Linked DNA regions of Pan troglodytes: region 2 is linked to region 1. Evidence: chromatin contacts called from public HiChIP or PLAC-seq data. All regions are on one chromosome and are shown on one strand. Each heading gives the region's core, a stretch centred on a gene start, on an enhancer-like site or on the middle of the called end of the contact. The rest is flanking DNA. Distances are from core to core; before and after follow the strand shown. Region 1 holds the start of POLQ (DNA polymerase theta). Region 2 holds the start of EAF2 (ELL associated factor 2).

Region 1 (7,519 bases), core at 3,442-5,941:
TCCAGCCTGGGCGACAGTGAGAGACTCCGTCTCAAAAAGGAAAAAAAAAAAAAGAAGTGGAAGGAAAAAAGTTGCAAGGAATCTTATGGAAATGAAACAGAATTTATGAGAAGGTAAGGAAGAAAGCAAGAGGAGGCCAGGGTGGTGGCTGACACCTGTAATCCCAGCACTTTGGGAGGCCACGATGGGCAAGGTGTTGTATGTCTGTAATCCCAGCATCTTGGGAGGTTCACATGAACCCAGGAAGAGGAGGCTGCAGTGAGTTGCAGTCACGCCATTGCACTCTAGCATGGGTGATACAGTGAGACTCTGTTCCAAAAAAAGAAAAAAGAAAGGAAGAGAAAAGGAATGCCATGCCTAAGAAACAGCATATGGTACAAAGGCCTAGAAGAAAGCCTGGCATGTTCAGATAACACAGAAGGTAATTTAGTAAGCATGGAGTATAAAGTACCCCAGGGGTATAAAAGAAGAGATATGAAAGTGCCACAAGAAAGGTTTATAATCCCACCATTTAAGGAGTTTAAACCTTGTCCTGAAAGCAATGCAGTGTGACTGATGAGTTTTATGAAAAGGAGTGACAAGATCATATTTGTACTTTATAAAGATCACTTTGGACTGGGCACAGTGAATCATGCCTGTAATCTCAAAACTTTGGGAGAATCACTTGAGCCCAGGAGTTCAAGACCAGCCTGGACAACACAGTGCCACCCCCATCTCTACAAAAAATTTAAACAAAAATTTTTTTTAAAAAGACCACTTTGGGGCCGGGCATGGTGGCAGGCGCCTGTATGTAATTCCAGCTACTCCGGAGGCTGAGGCAGGAGAATCACTTGAACCCGGGAGGCAGAGGTTGCAGTGAGCTGAGATTGTGCCATTGTACTCCAGCCTGGGCAACAAGAGCAAAACTCCATCAAAAAAAAAAAGACCACTTTGGCTGCAGGAGCAGGGCAAGATCAGAGGAAAAGAATGAACTAGTTTCAAAGCTATTGCATAATCTAGAAGATGATAATGAGCTGTACCAGGTAATGGACCTAAAAACAGAAAGGAGTCAGAAGCAAGAGATATATGAGGTAACAGACACCAGGACTTGGTGTTTAATTGTATAAGCTGGTGACCAGAGTTCTGAATGATACCCAAGTTTCAGTTTCAAGCAATTGAAATGGTCAAGCAATTATGCCACTGCCACTAACTATGACTTCTTAGCATTTACAAGTATTTTATTTTTTGTAATGCCTTTTCACAATACAAGTACTTTCTATGTGCCAAAAACTGTTCTGAGCTTTTATATATGAAATAATTTAATCAACTCTAAGTACTACCGAGGCACACATACTCACAAACACATACACACTCTCTCACTCTTCCTAAGTAATCTGTGAGGCTGCATAGCCAGTAAGTGATAGTTTTCAAATCCAACCAGTCTAATTCCACTGCCTGAACTTATATCTGCTGATAATTATTTAATTCGTCCTTACAGCCATAATGAAAAATCTGTGTGACTCATAATTTCGGAGAAAACTGACACAAAGGAATTGCATCTTACCAAATGATTAGATTTAAAGTCAGTGTAGTAAGCACGAGTTAAAAATTGTGTATGCCATAGTTGCCCATGAAAACCCATATAGGGCCGGGCATGGTGGCTCATGCCTGTAATCCCAGGACTTTGGGAGGCTGAGGTGCGTGGATCACCTGAGGTCAGGAGTTCGAGACCAGCCTGACCAAGATGTGAAACCCCGTCTCTACTAAAAATACAAAAATTAGCTAGGCATGGCAGCGGGCATCTGTAATCCTAGCTACTCAGGAGGCTGAGGCAGGAGAATCACTTGAACCCGGGAGGCAGAGGGTGCAGTGAGCCGAGACAACTCCATTGCACTCCAGTCTGGGCGACAGAGCAAGACTCCATCTCAAAAAAAAAAAAAGAAAACCCATAAAAATTTTATATAAAGTATATTACTTGTTGTTTGTATATACAACCCTGTACAAACAGGTCAATCTATAGCTGGGCACGGTGACTCACACCTATAATCCCAGCACTTTGGGAGGCTAAGGTAGGCAGATCACTTGTCAGAAGCTCAAGACCAGTCTGGCCAACCCAGTGAAATCCCATCTCTACTAAAAATACAAAAAAGTAGCTGGGCCTGGTGGCGCACACCTGTAATTCCAGCTACTTGGGAGGCTGAGGCAGGAGAATCACTTGAACCTGGGAGGTGGAAGTTGCAGTAAGCCCACATAGCGCCACTGCACTCCAGCCTGGAGACAAACTCTATCTCAAGAAAAAAAAAAGGTAAATTAACAAACATATAATGATAATGCTCATACCCTGAAAAGCAACCAGGATCAAACAGGGGAAGGGCAGATTTACATCTCCCATTGCACACTCACTGGGATATATGTTTGTTGAGAATAATGGCAGGCAGAATTGCCCACTCTTTAAATTGTCATTTTTCTTGCTTCCCTCCACCCCAGTCAAACAATAAAACTTTTGTAATTTAAATATAAATAATAAAACTCCATTTTTCACACATATTGTACGATTTTCTCTAGTTATAAAGCACTGCCTCATTCACCTTTTAAACAAACCACAACTACCTCAATAGAGTATTCTTTACATTCATATCTTAAAAATAGTAATTAGTTTACATAAATTTGGATACCTGAATAAACTAAATTCTTTCCTTCCAGGACTTGTCCAAGCAAAAGGCACTCTGCCTGCCATTCAAACATCTTTTTTACACCAAAACTGTGGTATTTTTCCAGAACTGCTTTAGGAAGTCCCCAGTTTGCCAATAGTAGCTTGTCTATTTCGTAGTCAGGAACTGTAGGCTTGCATTCTCCTTTTAGGAAAAAGAAAAAATTAAAATTTAATTTACTTCTAATATATGAGTTTTACAGTTAGCCCTTCACCGTGTGTTGGAATTCCTATGTGTTGAAATGAAGCTCTTTAAAGCACATCCTGACTTCAAGAATCTTATGAGAAATTGACCATGTATAGAAAAGTAATAAATTGTTATTTACTGCATATAATAAAAATTCCTTAAAAGCCTCAAACGAACAAAAAAGCGTGCAATACACAGTAGATAAAGAGTGTTGGAATTACGGGTGTAGTTGGGGGAGGAGGGCAATATGCAAGCATTACAAAGCTAAGTTAGGTGAGTTTCTATTTATAGTAAGTTTTAGTTCCATGACGACTGCACAACTAACGATTTTTAAAAACTGGGTCGACATCCACGGGACACCCAACCAATCTCATTACGAATCCCTTCCAGCCTTCCCCTGGATGCCGAACAGCCTGTGCCGTACTCCAGGCCCAACAATCCTGTCTTAAGGGTCTGTAAGGAGTACTGGGTACTACGAGGAACGAGCCCCCCAACAGATGATGGGATGAAGCTAACTAGGAAGTTGTTTCTGTAAAGGTCGAAAGATCCAGAAGCCACGTGAACATTAATACCAGGCGATCACTGAAAACACGCGTATGTCTGAACAGAAAGTGACCTGCCACACCAGGCCCCAGTCACGGAGAAGGGGAGTAGAAGCCCAATAGGGTATGCAACGAAGCAAGCCCCGTGGGGTGAGGACACCTCCCGACCCATGGCCCGGCGGAGCTGCCCCCGTTGCCCGCGGCCTCCCGGGTTCCTGGAGCACCTGCAGCTGCGGCCGACTGACGGCCGCGGTCCTTCAGGCAGCGACCCAGGCCGGGCGGCGGGCTCAGCACGGACCCGGAGAGGAGCTGGGGGCTGTCACTGCTGTCACCGCCGCTTCCCGAGAACGAATCTGAGCCTGATTCTGAACGCCGCCGTTTCCCACTCCGACGCAGAAGATTCATGGCAAACCCTTCTCGGCCGATCAGGGCAAGCCGCAGTCCCAGCGTCCTCCCTCTCGGGAGAACCCTGGCCTGGCAACAGCTGCGGGCATCTTCCCGCCAGTCTTCAAACTCAAACCTCCCGGCCCGCCCCGGAACCATAGAGTTCTCCGTGGCTTAAGTAACCCGAAAGCCATAGACTCGTGGGGAAGGAGCGGCTCTCGCTGGCGTCTAAGACTTCCGGCCTCCAACGTCCTGGTTGGTTAATATGAGAGCTAGATTAAAGAGGAAGAATACAGAATCTATAGTTATAACCATACTGACCTAAAAGCCTTCCTTCTCTTTTTGTCCATTTCTGGTTTGAATAGGAAGGCCATGCTAACTTCATAAAATGGGCTGCCCATAATAGGTAGATCAGGGAAGTAGCTCTTCTTAACGTATTGGTATTCTGTAAAAAATTATTTCAGATTGAGAAGCATTATGCAAGATAGCCTAGGGTTTCTAATAGAGCATAATTTCCTCCTTTCTCCTAGTATATGATGGTAGGGCAGGGCTATTTCTGAACACAATTTCCATTTTAGCCAGCATGCATTGTGAGGAATATGTAATGAGGAATTGGGGATTGCTGGCTGACAGACCCCTGAGACACTGTATGAACGCCGCGAGGAAGGGGCTCTGAATATACCCCAGGGATCGTTATGAGCCAAGAGCTTAGTAATGCATCTGTGTTGTCCCTTTTGTAAAGGTAGAAGCGAACGAGTTCTGAACGTAAAACGGTGACCATCCATTACCTAGTTGCATAATTCATTTCACCAAGCAAACCTAGTAGGCCCTAAGCCTGACCTGAAGAGGCTGTGCAGTTCTAGAGCACTAAAAATCTCAAAAGGTCCAGTCCAATTAAAAAAAAAAAAAAAACACTCGAATACAATCTGGAAAATAGCATTCGAACCATCAATTCCTTCCGTGAAAACATTTTTTTGATTTAAATGACAATATTCTAAAGTTCCACGAGATGGCGACATTACTCCGTGAATGAAACATTTTTCTCTTGGCCTTTTACGCAATCAACAACTATTTACTGAGTATCTACTGTAAGCTAGCCACTGGGTAAATGGCAGTGAAATGGCATAAAATGGTTCCTGCTCTCAAAGAGAAAGAGTCTAGAGAATAAGGCAGACATTAAACAAGTCAGTTAATGAAGTGTGCCATATGCTCGGGCAGAAATGAAGAGTACTATTAAAGAAATAAAAGAGATCTCGCCGGCCGTGGTGGCTCACGCCTGTAATCCCAGCACTTTGGGAGGCCGAGATGAGTGCATCACCTGAGGTCAGGAGCTCTAGACCAGCCTGGCCAACATGGTGAAACCCAGTCTCTACAAAAATACAAAAAATTAGCCGGGTATGATGGCGGGTGCCTGTAATCCCAGCTACTCTGGAGGCTGAGGCGGGAGAATCGCTTGAACCTGGGAGGCGGTGGTTGTAGTGAGCCGAGATCGCACCACTGCACTCCAACCTGTGCGACAAAGAAAGACTCCGTCTCAAAAAAAGAAAAAAAAAAAAAGAGAGAGACCCCTAGATTGTAGCCAAGAAAGAACTTTCTCAGATGCAGTGTAACTTAAGGGTTAACAGTGCAACTCTGGAGGCAGTCAGTCTAGGTTTGAAACTTAGTAGCTGTGAGATCTTGGGCAACTTGCTTAACCCATTTTTTGTTTGTTTGTTTGTTTTGAGACGGAGTGTCCCACTCTGTCGCCCAGGCTGGAGTGCAGTGGCTTGATCTCTGCTGACTGCAACCTCTGCCTCCCAGGTTCAAGCGTTTCTCCTGCCTCAGCCTCCCAAGTAGCTGGGATTACAGGCCTGCACCACCACACCTGGCTAATTTTTGTATTTTTAGTACAGACAGGGTTTCACCATGTTGGTCAAGCTGGTCTCGATCTCCTGACCTCAAATGACCCGTCCACCTCCGCCTCCCAAAGTGCTGGGATTACAGCGTAACCCTTTTGTGCCTCCATGTCCTTGTCTGTATGATAGAGATAATAATTGTAACAACCTATTTGGTTATTTTGAGGACTGAGTAAGTCAATATGTGTAAAGTACTTAGAATAGTGCCGGCACATAATAAATACTATTCAGAGAAAATATTTAGATGTTCTAATATAGCTCCCAATTTAAATTCAGCATTTTGCTGGGAAAAGGCTAAACTAGAAAAATCTCTTACAAAGCTATTCTGTTTTTATTATTAGGTGAACTATGATCAAATCAGAAAAATAATTAGAAAGGAATTGAAAGTTTTATGTCATCCTACCAAAAGCCTAGAGAATATTTTAAAATATATAATTTATTTTAAATGTTCAACATTTCTAATTTTTTCAGAAAAACTCTGAAAATGGAGAATAGAAGGCTATTTCTCAAAAATATTAAAGATGTTTATGCTAACAGTTATCATAATAACTAATATTAAAATACCAGAAGCATTTTCCATCTGTATTGTGTCTAAACTCGTGTTCCTTGGAATTTTGTCTGTGATAATTCTTCAAGGAGGCCGGGTGCAGTGGCTCACACCTGTAATCCCAGCACTTTGGGAGGCCAAGGCAGGCCGAATCATTTGAGGTTAGGAGTTCGAGACCAGCCTGGCCAACATGGTGAAACCCTGTCTCTACTAAAAATACAAAAATTAGCCAGGCCTAGTGGTGCACCTGTGGTCCCAGCTACTTGGAAGGCTAAGGCAGGAGAATGGCTTGAATCTAGGAGGTAGAAGTTGCAGTGAGCCAGGATCACACTGAGGGAAGAGAGAGACCCTCTCATATTGGGAAGAGAGAGACCCTCTCATATTGTTTTATATTGTATTATACTCAGTACCTGTTTGTTTTTTTTTGTTTTTTTTTTAAAAAAAAACCAACAAGGAAGTAAAACCAAAGACCAGCAGCCCGGCGCCACGCCCGAAACCAGGCCTGGGCCTGCCAGGCCTCAACCCAGTAGTTAAAAATCAACTCATAACTTAGAAACTGATGTTATTCATAGATTCCACACATTGTATAGAAGAACACTGTGAAACTCCTTGCCCTGTTCTGTTTCTTTCTGAATACCAGTGCATGAAACCCCTGTTACATACCCCTAGACTGCTCAATCAACCACGATCCTTTCGTACGAAAACTTTAGTGTCGTGAGCCCTTAAAAAGGACAGAAACTGTGCATTTGGGGAGCTTGGATTTTGAGATAGTAGCTCACTGATGCTCCCAGCTGAATAAAGCCCTTCCTTCTACAACTCGGTGTCTGAGAAGTTTTGTCTGCAGCTCATCCTGCTACAACACCATTGCACTCCAGCCTGGGTGATAGAGCAAGACTCAGTCTCAAAAAAAAAAAAAAAAGATTCTTCAAGGTCTGAGTAAACCCCTCCAAATAAAATTTACACATACTTCTGCCAGTTACCTGGGAGACATACCAATTGTGGATCACTTTAAATTTAATCTTTGGCTTTTTAAAAAATATGTAAGTAGTAGAATTATGCTAGATACCCAGAGTCAGGTTTGTGCAGGCTTGCATCCTTATTGTCTCAATCTGCAGGACAGATATTTCTCTGCTTCATTTACTGAGAGTGCTGCCTTTCTTGGGTTTTGGCTTTCTGCAGAAATTTTTTTTTTTTTTTTTTTTTTTGAGACAGAGTCTCACTCTGTTGCCCAGGCTGGAGTGCAGTGGTGCGATCTCAGCTCACTGCAACCTCCGC
Region 2 (7,519 bases), core at 2,309-4,808, 290 kb after region 1:
AGAATTGAATTAGATGATACCCAGCTGGTGTCCGCTGCAGAATTGATTGCTTGCTTGTTGGTGGAAGAAAACTCCACACATTTGGTCACAGAAGTCTTTTGTGTTGATTGTCATGATGTGAGAGCAAAAACTGTTTTTCCATTCATATATCTCTTATTAGGTACAATATAAATCATTAAAAGACAGGTTTGCTGAAAATACCTTAAAGAAAGCCCAGTGCAACTCCCAGCACATAATAGTCACAAAACTTTCAAAGAGAGTGCATATAGTTATCTCATTCTTTCCAAATGGCTGCATTATGCTACATTTCCTTTTAAGAATGCAGCAAAATATATTTAAACATCACCTCTACTGAAGGTCACTCAAGCTGTATGCTATTACAAGCAACACTGCAATGAATATACACATGATCCTTTACATTTTTGCCAATCTGTTAGATGAAAATTGGTATGATTGTGTTTTAATTTGTATTTCTTTGATTATTAGGGATGTCAGGCACATTTCGTGTTCACTGGCCATTATTTCTTTTATGTGTTTTCTATTCATATCCCTTGACTATATTTCTACCGGTTTGTCTTATTCTTTTGCAGAAGCTTTTCATACACGGATAGGAATCTTTTCTCTTTTATATTGGCTGTAAAATTTTCTCCTTGTCATTTATTTTTTCAAATTTGACTATGGGGTCTTTACCATAATTTTACAATTTTTTTTTTTTTTTGAGAGAGAGTCTCACTCTGTTTACCCTGGCTGCAGTGCAGTGGTGCAATCTCAGCTCACTGCATCCTCCACCTCCTGGGTTCAAGTGATTTCATGCCTCAGCCTCCCGAGTAGCTGGGATTACAGGCGTGTGCCAACGTGCCCAGCTAATTTTTGTATTTTTAGTAGAGATGGGGTTTCACCATGTTGGCCAGGCTGGTCTTGAACTCATGACCTCAAGTGGTCTGCCCACTTCGGCCTCCCAAAGTGCTGGGATTACAGGCATGAGCCACAGCGCCCAGCCATTTTTACAATTTTTACATATGAAATATAACAATCTTTTCCTCTATGGCATCTGTCTTTTGTGTCCTGTTTAGAAAGGTCCTCTCTAACCCAAGAGGTAAAAAACATTCTCCAAATCTTCATGTTTTTTTGGTTTTGTTTTCCTTACATATCTTCTAAAGTAAGGCATTTTTGTGAATGGTGTCATATAAGAATCTAATTTTTAATGTTAAAGTTATTGATGGATTAAAAAATGCACACAGTAGTCATAAATTCATAAGGTAACTAGTTATGAATAGACATAACAGAAACAATCTGAAACGTCACATTTTCATGCACTATGTATACATACACATACACAGGGTATCTTTTTGGACTCTACTTAGTTTCTAGTAATTTAATCTGTTTGTCTATTCTTGAGCTAGTACAACATAGTTCATTTTAATATATGTTTGGAGAAAATTCACCTCAGAAGGTAAGCTTCATGAGGGCAACCTACCTATCCCTTAGAGATGATTAAATGAGTTAATACATGAAAGCAATTGGAACAATTCCTGGCACATAGTAAGAGCTCTCCAAATGGTTATTATTAAAGCCCAGTTCTACCATCATACTACATTTTAAGACCATCTTTGCTGGCTGCCTTCTTATATCTTTGGTTCACAACTATATTCCCAGTGGCTAGACTAGTACCTGGCACGTACTAGGATTTGCTAAATACAGGTTGAAAGAATGAGTAAATGCACAAACCTCAGGCATTCTGAGCCTCAATTTCTTGACTTTCTGTTTTTCTCTTGTTACAATAGAGAAAGCTCAGATTCATAGTTGGAAGCCTCTCTAACGTAAAATAGGCTCGAAACAGTTTGTGCCCTCCTGGCTACCGTAATAAAACATCACTAAATCATTATTGTCATCAACAAATATGTGCAGAGCAGTATGGTAGATGCAGGGGATGCAAAGATTCTACACAAGACATACTCTCTGCTATTGTTCTGGTTGGGAAAGAAAAGTATGTTTATGTACATGTGTACACACACACACATACAAAAAAATATACTTAAGAATATCAGATATATGTTAAATGCTAAATAGATGACACAGATAAGAATACAGGCCATAAAGTCAGAGGACTGGGCTTCTCTGAACCATTTTTCTTGCTGTAAACAAAATAGCAATTCCTACCTCCTAGAATGATTCTATTTAGAAGAGAAGGCAGCCACCAAGATGGTCTTAAAATGTAGTATAAGTGTAGAGCTGGGCCTTAAATAATAACCATTTGGAGACCTCTTATCATGCTCCAGGAATGGTTCTAATTGCTTTCATGTATTAACTCATTTAATCATTCCAACAACTCTAAGGAACAGGTACTATTATTTTTTTCCCAATTTGAACAATGAGCATACTTAAACTCTGGAGAATGTAATTAGCTGGCACAAAGTCACACTGTTAAGTATAAAGCAGGGGTTCAAACTAGAGCCACCATCTGCCTTAAAGCATTTAACTACGATATGAAACAGCTTCGGCACACCTTCAAAGGGTAGGATTTACACAGACAGGTTGAAGGAGACATAACCACCTACCCCAAAATCAATAGACAAATGTGCCTAAGGCAGAAGGTGAGGGAGTGCAGTTGGATTGCATAATTACCCTGAAAAACCACCTGTTATGGAAACCATCTGTAAACTTTCTCTTGGGTGTTTCTCCTATAATTCAACACTTCTCCCATCTTTACATTAAATTCATGAAATTTGACACAAAAAGACAATTATTTATCTATTTTAAGGCTACTACCCTGTTGCCAGGCCACCGGGTCCGGCCCAGCCTTGATTCTTCGGGAATCACGTCTCCCTCGCCGCGCCTGTTACTGCCTCCACGGATCACTGTGAGGAAAATAAATGAAAAGGAAATTCAGTGCGATCCTGTTGCGGCTGATCCTAAATGTCTGCAGTTGCTATCTCCGAATCCTCTTTCTCCTCCCCACTACACATCCCCTTCTCCAGTCCTAGGACCACAAGAAACTTCCTCTGGTACAAAAAGGTCAGAAAACGATTACTGAGGTAACAGCGTCGCTTCAAGTCTAAGGACCGAGATTCTGGGGCCGCTGGGCTCCTTTACTCCAGATTCTAGACCCGGCTTTCGCGCTACCAGGCCTTGGATAAGACACTAGGCCCTGTGCCTGGACACTGCACCTCCCCAGGCCTCAGTTTCCACACCAGATCTCTACAGAGTGGGCGTGAGGGCAGGCCGATTCTCCCGTTAAGAGCTCTTACAAGCCGGCTGACTTCGTCCAGGAGCCTGGGGTCCTGGCCTCCTGGTAGGCGCCCTGGGGCCCTCTCCCTCCCCAGCCACCACCTCAGATAAGTTACCTCATCCTAGCTTCGCGTTCTTCCACTAAAGAACCTGGCTCCCACGCCGCACTACAGCGCCGCGGCCTTCCCGGGGCAGCGTGCGTCGCGACGCGGGAAGGGGCCTGGAGGCGGGACTAGGAGCCTCGGAGTCAAGGGGCGGAGCGCCCTTTGCTAATAAGCCAATCAGAACGTGAGACGCTCCCGGTGGGGCGGTGCGCGTCGAGCGCGGGGTGGAGTCTGGGTGACGGCTGGCGGGATCAAGTGCAGCTGCTTCAGGCTGAGGTGGCAGATAGTGAGCGCTGGTGGCGGAGTTAAAGTCAAAGCAGGAGAGTAATTATGAATAGCGCAGGGGGATTCTCACACCTAGACCGTCGCGAGCGGGTTCTCAAGTTAGGGGAGAGTTTCGAGAAGCAGCCGCGCTGCGCCTTCCACACTGTGCGCTGTGAGTGAGGACCATCCGGGGATAGAGGGGGAGCCTCCCGGGATGGGGGTGAAGAGGCACAAACCCCTCTGGGTTTTGTTCCCACAGTACCCCTTACACTGTTGGAGACTACGGGGCGGGGAGGGGGGAGGCAGCGCGATCCTCTATCCTGCTCGGAGTCTTAGGGGGTCGGTGGAAGAAATCGGAGTAGAGCAAATGTGGGTAAACCCTGGACAGAGAGCGTTGAGACCAGCAGACAGGAAGGGAAAGTGTGAAAAAAAGTCTGTAGAGGTGACTGTGGAGACAGACGTGACAGGTGGATGATGCAAGGGTGGACAGGAAAATAATAAGGTGACAAATGGGAAGGGACTAAGGACCGAATGCCGGGGAAGTTGAATGCCTTGAGGCTGGTGGGGCAATATTCTCTCTTTTCATCACTTTTTCTCACCTCTGGCAGATGAGGGTTCTTATTTGGTGTGTTCTTTGCAAAGGGAGAAATTCTCAACCATCCCAATGATCTGTATATCTCTTTGGACCCCAGATTTCACTCAGTTATCAAATACTGATTATCAAAGTATTCGAGGGTGTGTTATTAATTTCTTTATTTGGAAGATGCTTACCTCCCTATGATTTCTACCCTTTGGTTTTCTTTATGTCCTCTGGAACTAGTTTTAATAAATTATTCTCTTTTATGTTGTTGGAGTAGAAAAAGGAGCTCTTTTGCTTTAGCAGTTGGATGATATAGATTCCAGGAAGGAAAATATAGCATATAAGTTTTTATGTGTAAGACATTCGTTTTTTGCATAACAACTGTCATAGAATTGTAGAGCGGGAAGGAAACTTCAAGATCACTGAATTATAACTTCTCATTTTTCTGTGGTAAAACTGTAAGTATTTTTTCACTTCCTTTCCCCAGCCTTGCCCTTCCTTAATATCTCATCATTCCGCCTTTCTCAGTCATTCTGTACTCGGGTTGTTTAGAGACCTTTATGGTTTTTACTCTGAAATGTTCTGTGGTTCAATCAAAACAACTAATTAAAACATACATTCTCCCAAAAGTTTATTTCAGTTGTAGACAATTTAGTTATAGTTACTCAAAGTAAAGGTATGAAGAACCACTGGTTTTAACCCTGCAAGAATATATTTACTAAAAGGGTTTTTTTTTTTAAAGCAAAATTAACATCCAATTGGTAGAATAAATGGGTGAGATATTTGTGAACAGAAACTCTTCAACAGTGTCCCTTGTTTATTCTTCTTTATCATATACTTTCTCATCCAGAGCTCCCCACGATGAGATAGTGCCGTGCTGGCTCTGCATTTTCTCTCTCTCTTCAGTCCCATTTTCCGGAAGTGTGATATGCGTCTTTATCTGGTTTCTCCATGCCTTTTTCTCAAATAGTATCTACTCTCTCCTTTTCTCTTCCTTCTCAGGTATGCAATAGTCTTAATATTAATTTTTCAAGTTACAAGGGCTTAAGATTATAAAAATTTGCTTAAGAATATATTTCTATATGATTTGGGTATATATTCTCTTATGTAGGGCACAAATCCCAATTTAAATGAATAAAAAATTGCCTTTGAAAATAATCTTGCAGGTCCTTCAAAGCCTTTCATTTATAAAGGTTCTGAAAATGCCAGTATCTTGAAAGTCAGAGGATCAGATGATCCAGCTACCAGAATGAAAATAAACAAAAATAAGCAAAACAACAATAATGACAATAATAAATAAACAAACATACATGTTTGAATACACACTTAGTCCTGTGGAAGACAGAACTATTAGAAAGGTTTTCAGTCCTTATTTTCTTTTATTGTTGTTGTTGAAGCAGGTGTGGTAATGGCACAGAATCATTTTAGATTTATTTAAATAAAACTGTTTATTATTCTTGAGGACAGGTTCATTTCCAATGTAATCCTCACTCTTAAGAACTCAGAGTGAGGTTTGAAAATTGTAGAATAGTATGAAGCTGATGTTCATGCAGATAAGGGGGACCTAATTTATAACCAACCCTCAAGCCAATGTCATTGGAGAGAAAGTAATATTCTGCCTTTATTTACAGGAGCAATTCTGCCTGTCTGATATAAGACTTCAGGCAAACCCGGATGTGAATCCTGGTCTCCACCACCTATATATATAATGTGACTTTGGGAACATTCTCTAAGCTCTCAACCTCAGTTTTCTTATGGCTAAAAGATAATAGTAATATTTACATTTCATGGTTTGTGTAAGGATTAAATAAGATAGCATAAACAACCTGGAACAATATTTGCCACAGGGTAGAGAATAAATAGTAGTCACCATTAATGTTGAAGAGTTATATTCATATGTGTACGAGGGGTGCTAATGAATGTAATTTAGTCAGACTTTGAAACAGCATTTATCAGAGTTTAGCAATAAAAACTATCAAAAAGATAGTCTGGCATGTGGTAGGAAGGGCATGGGATGTTCTATCAACGATAAGCTGAATGCTTAGCAACAGGTGCTTTACCGGGTAGAAGAGTTTCAATAACAGGACCTACTAGAATCAATTTTGAATTGGGAGTAGTACTAGTTTTACTATTTATATCCAGATAAGGGAATGAATTGTGAAATCCTAAGTTTGTAAATGACACCACTTTTTTGTGTCCTTAAATGATGAGCTAATGAGCAGTGTGGGTTTTGGAGTTGGTTGAATTCATTCAAATCCCGGAAAATAAACTGATGATAATAATTGTGGATTCTTATGAAAATATTGGCATTATGTGATGTTACAGTTAAAATAATCAGAAAAGCGATAAACATTGGCAGAAAAGGTATTAAATACAAAGTAGAAAATGGTTTTCTACTCTTCATGCAATATAATAAGTAATTCCATTGTAAACCTGAAAAAATTGCATAGATGAAAGAAATCCAGAGAGAATAAATAAATGGTAAAGTTGGTGGTAGGGTTTCCAGACCAAGGAGAACTGAGAAATGAACTATTTAGTCTGGAATCATAGCAACTTGGAAGAGAATATGTTTGACATTTAGAAGCATACAGAAAGTATGAACATGAGATTATTCAACAAATTCTTTAATTCTGGAACTAAACCACTTGAAACTCGGAAGTTATATACTTTTTAAAAAGTGTGTGAGGACAAAAGACAACACTGCTTGATATAATGGGTAATAAAGAGTAGAGTTTTTTAATCCTAACAGTAGAATAATTAGAAATGTAAATAGATTCAGAATAGTTTTGGCAGATTTATTAATTATGAATTCATGTTTATCATTAAGTAAAGTTAAAGATATTTTGCATACATTTGTCTCTTGCAGATAATCTCATATACTATAGGCATCTATGTAGTCTTCAGGGACCTGTGAACCCCTTGGGATTGTACAGTATTTGATATGTATGTTCATATATGTATTTTTCTGTGGAGAGGATCAATGATTGGTCTATAATTTTCATCAGGTTTTCATAGGGATGGATTTATGACTGTCTCTCATCTCCTAATACTGCTCCCCATACACATACATACAAGTTAAGATCTGTGGATGTAAGACAAACAGGCTATATAATATGAGGAGATAAATTATGTGGCTTGAGTTCCTGACTTCATCATTTATTGACTTCATTACTTTAGAGGAGTTCTCCATTAGTAAAAAGTGGGCAAAATGTTCAACCCCAAATTTTTTTGTGAAGATTAAAATTGATAGTATATTGTAAAGAAAAAAATCACTTCATAAACACTAAAACAGAGGTTATAGATTAATAGCATATAGGCTGAGCTTGACTTTAGAAGTGCTTTG

What was found. HiChIP or PLAC-seq counts read pairs in DNA pulled down with a chosen protein or histone mark.
Region 2: an H3K4me3 HiChIP or PLAC-seq map of stem cell-derived excitatory neurons shows a contact between it and region 1, with 5 times the contacts expected there. The contact joins the promoter of EAF2 here to the promoter of POLQ in region 1. A contact is called at or near these places in 4 of 7 Hi-C or Micro-C datasets (blood, induced pluripotent stem cells and stem cell-derived neural progenitor cells) and 1 of 1 datasets of contacts at active chromatin or transcription factors (stem cell-derived excitatory neurons).

The regions. Positions count from the first base shown.
Region 1 is chr2:124,828,495-124,836,013 of NHGRI_mPanTro3-v2.0_pri, forward strand. It overlaps POLQ (DNA polymerase theta), which reads right to left and starts at 4,692. Exons shown (of 29, transcript XR_010155309.1): 1 at 3,643-4,692; 2 at 2,655-2,834.
Region 2 is chr2:125,117,539-125,125,057 of NHGRI_mPanTro3-v2.0_pri, forward strand. It overlaps EAF2 (ELL associated factor 2), which reads left to right and starts at 3,559. Exons shown (of 6, transcript XM_009446276.4): 1 at 3,559-3,768. The coding sequence starts at 3,663. IQCB1 (IQ motif containing B1) reads right to left here and starts at 3,569. Exons shown (of 15, transcript XM_009446271.3): 1 at 3,345-3,569; 2 at 2,770-2,858.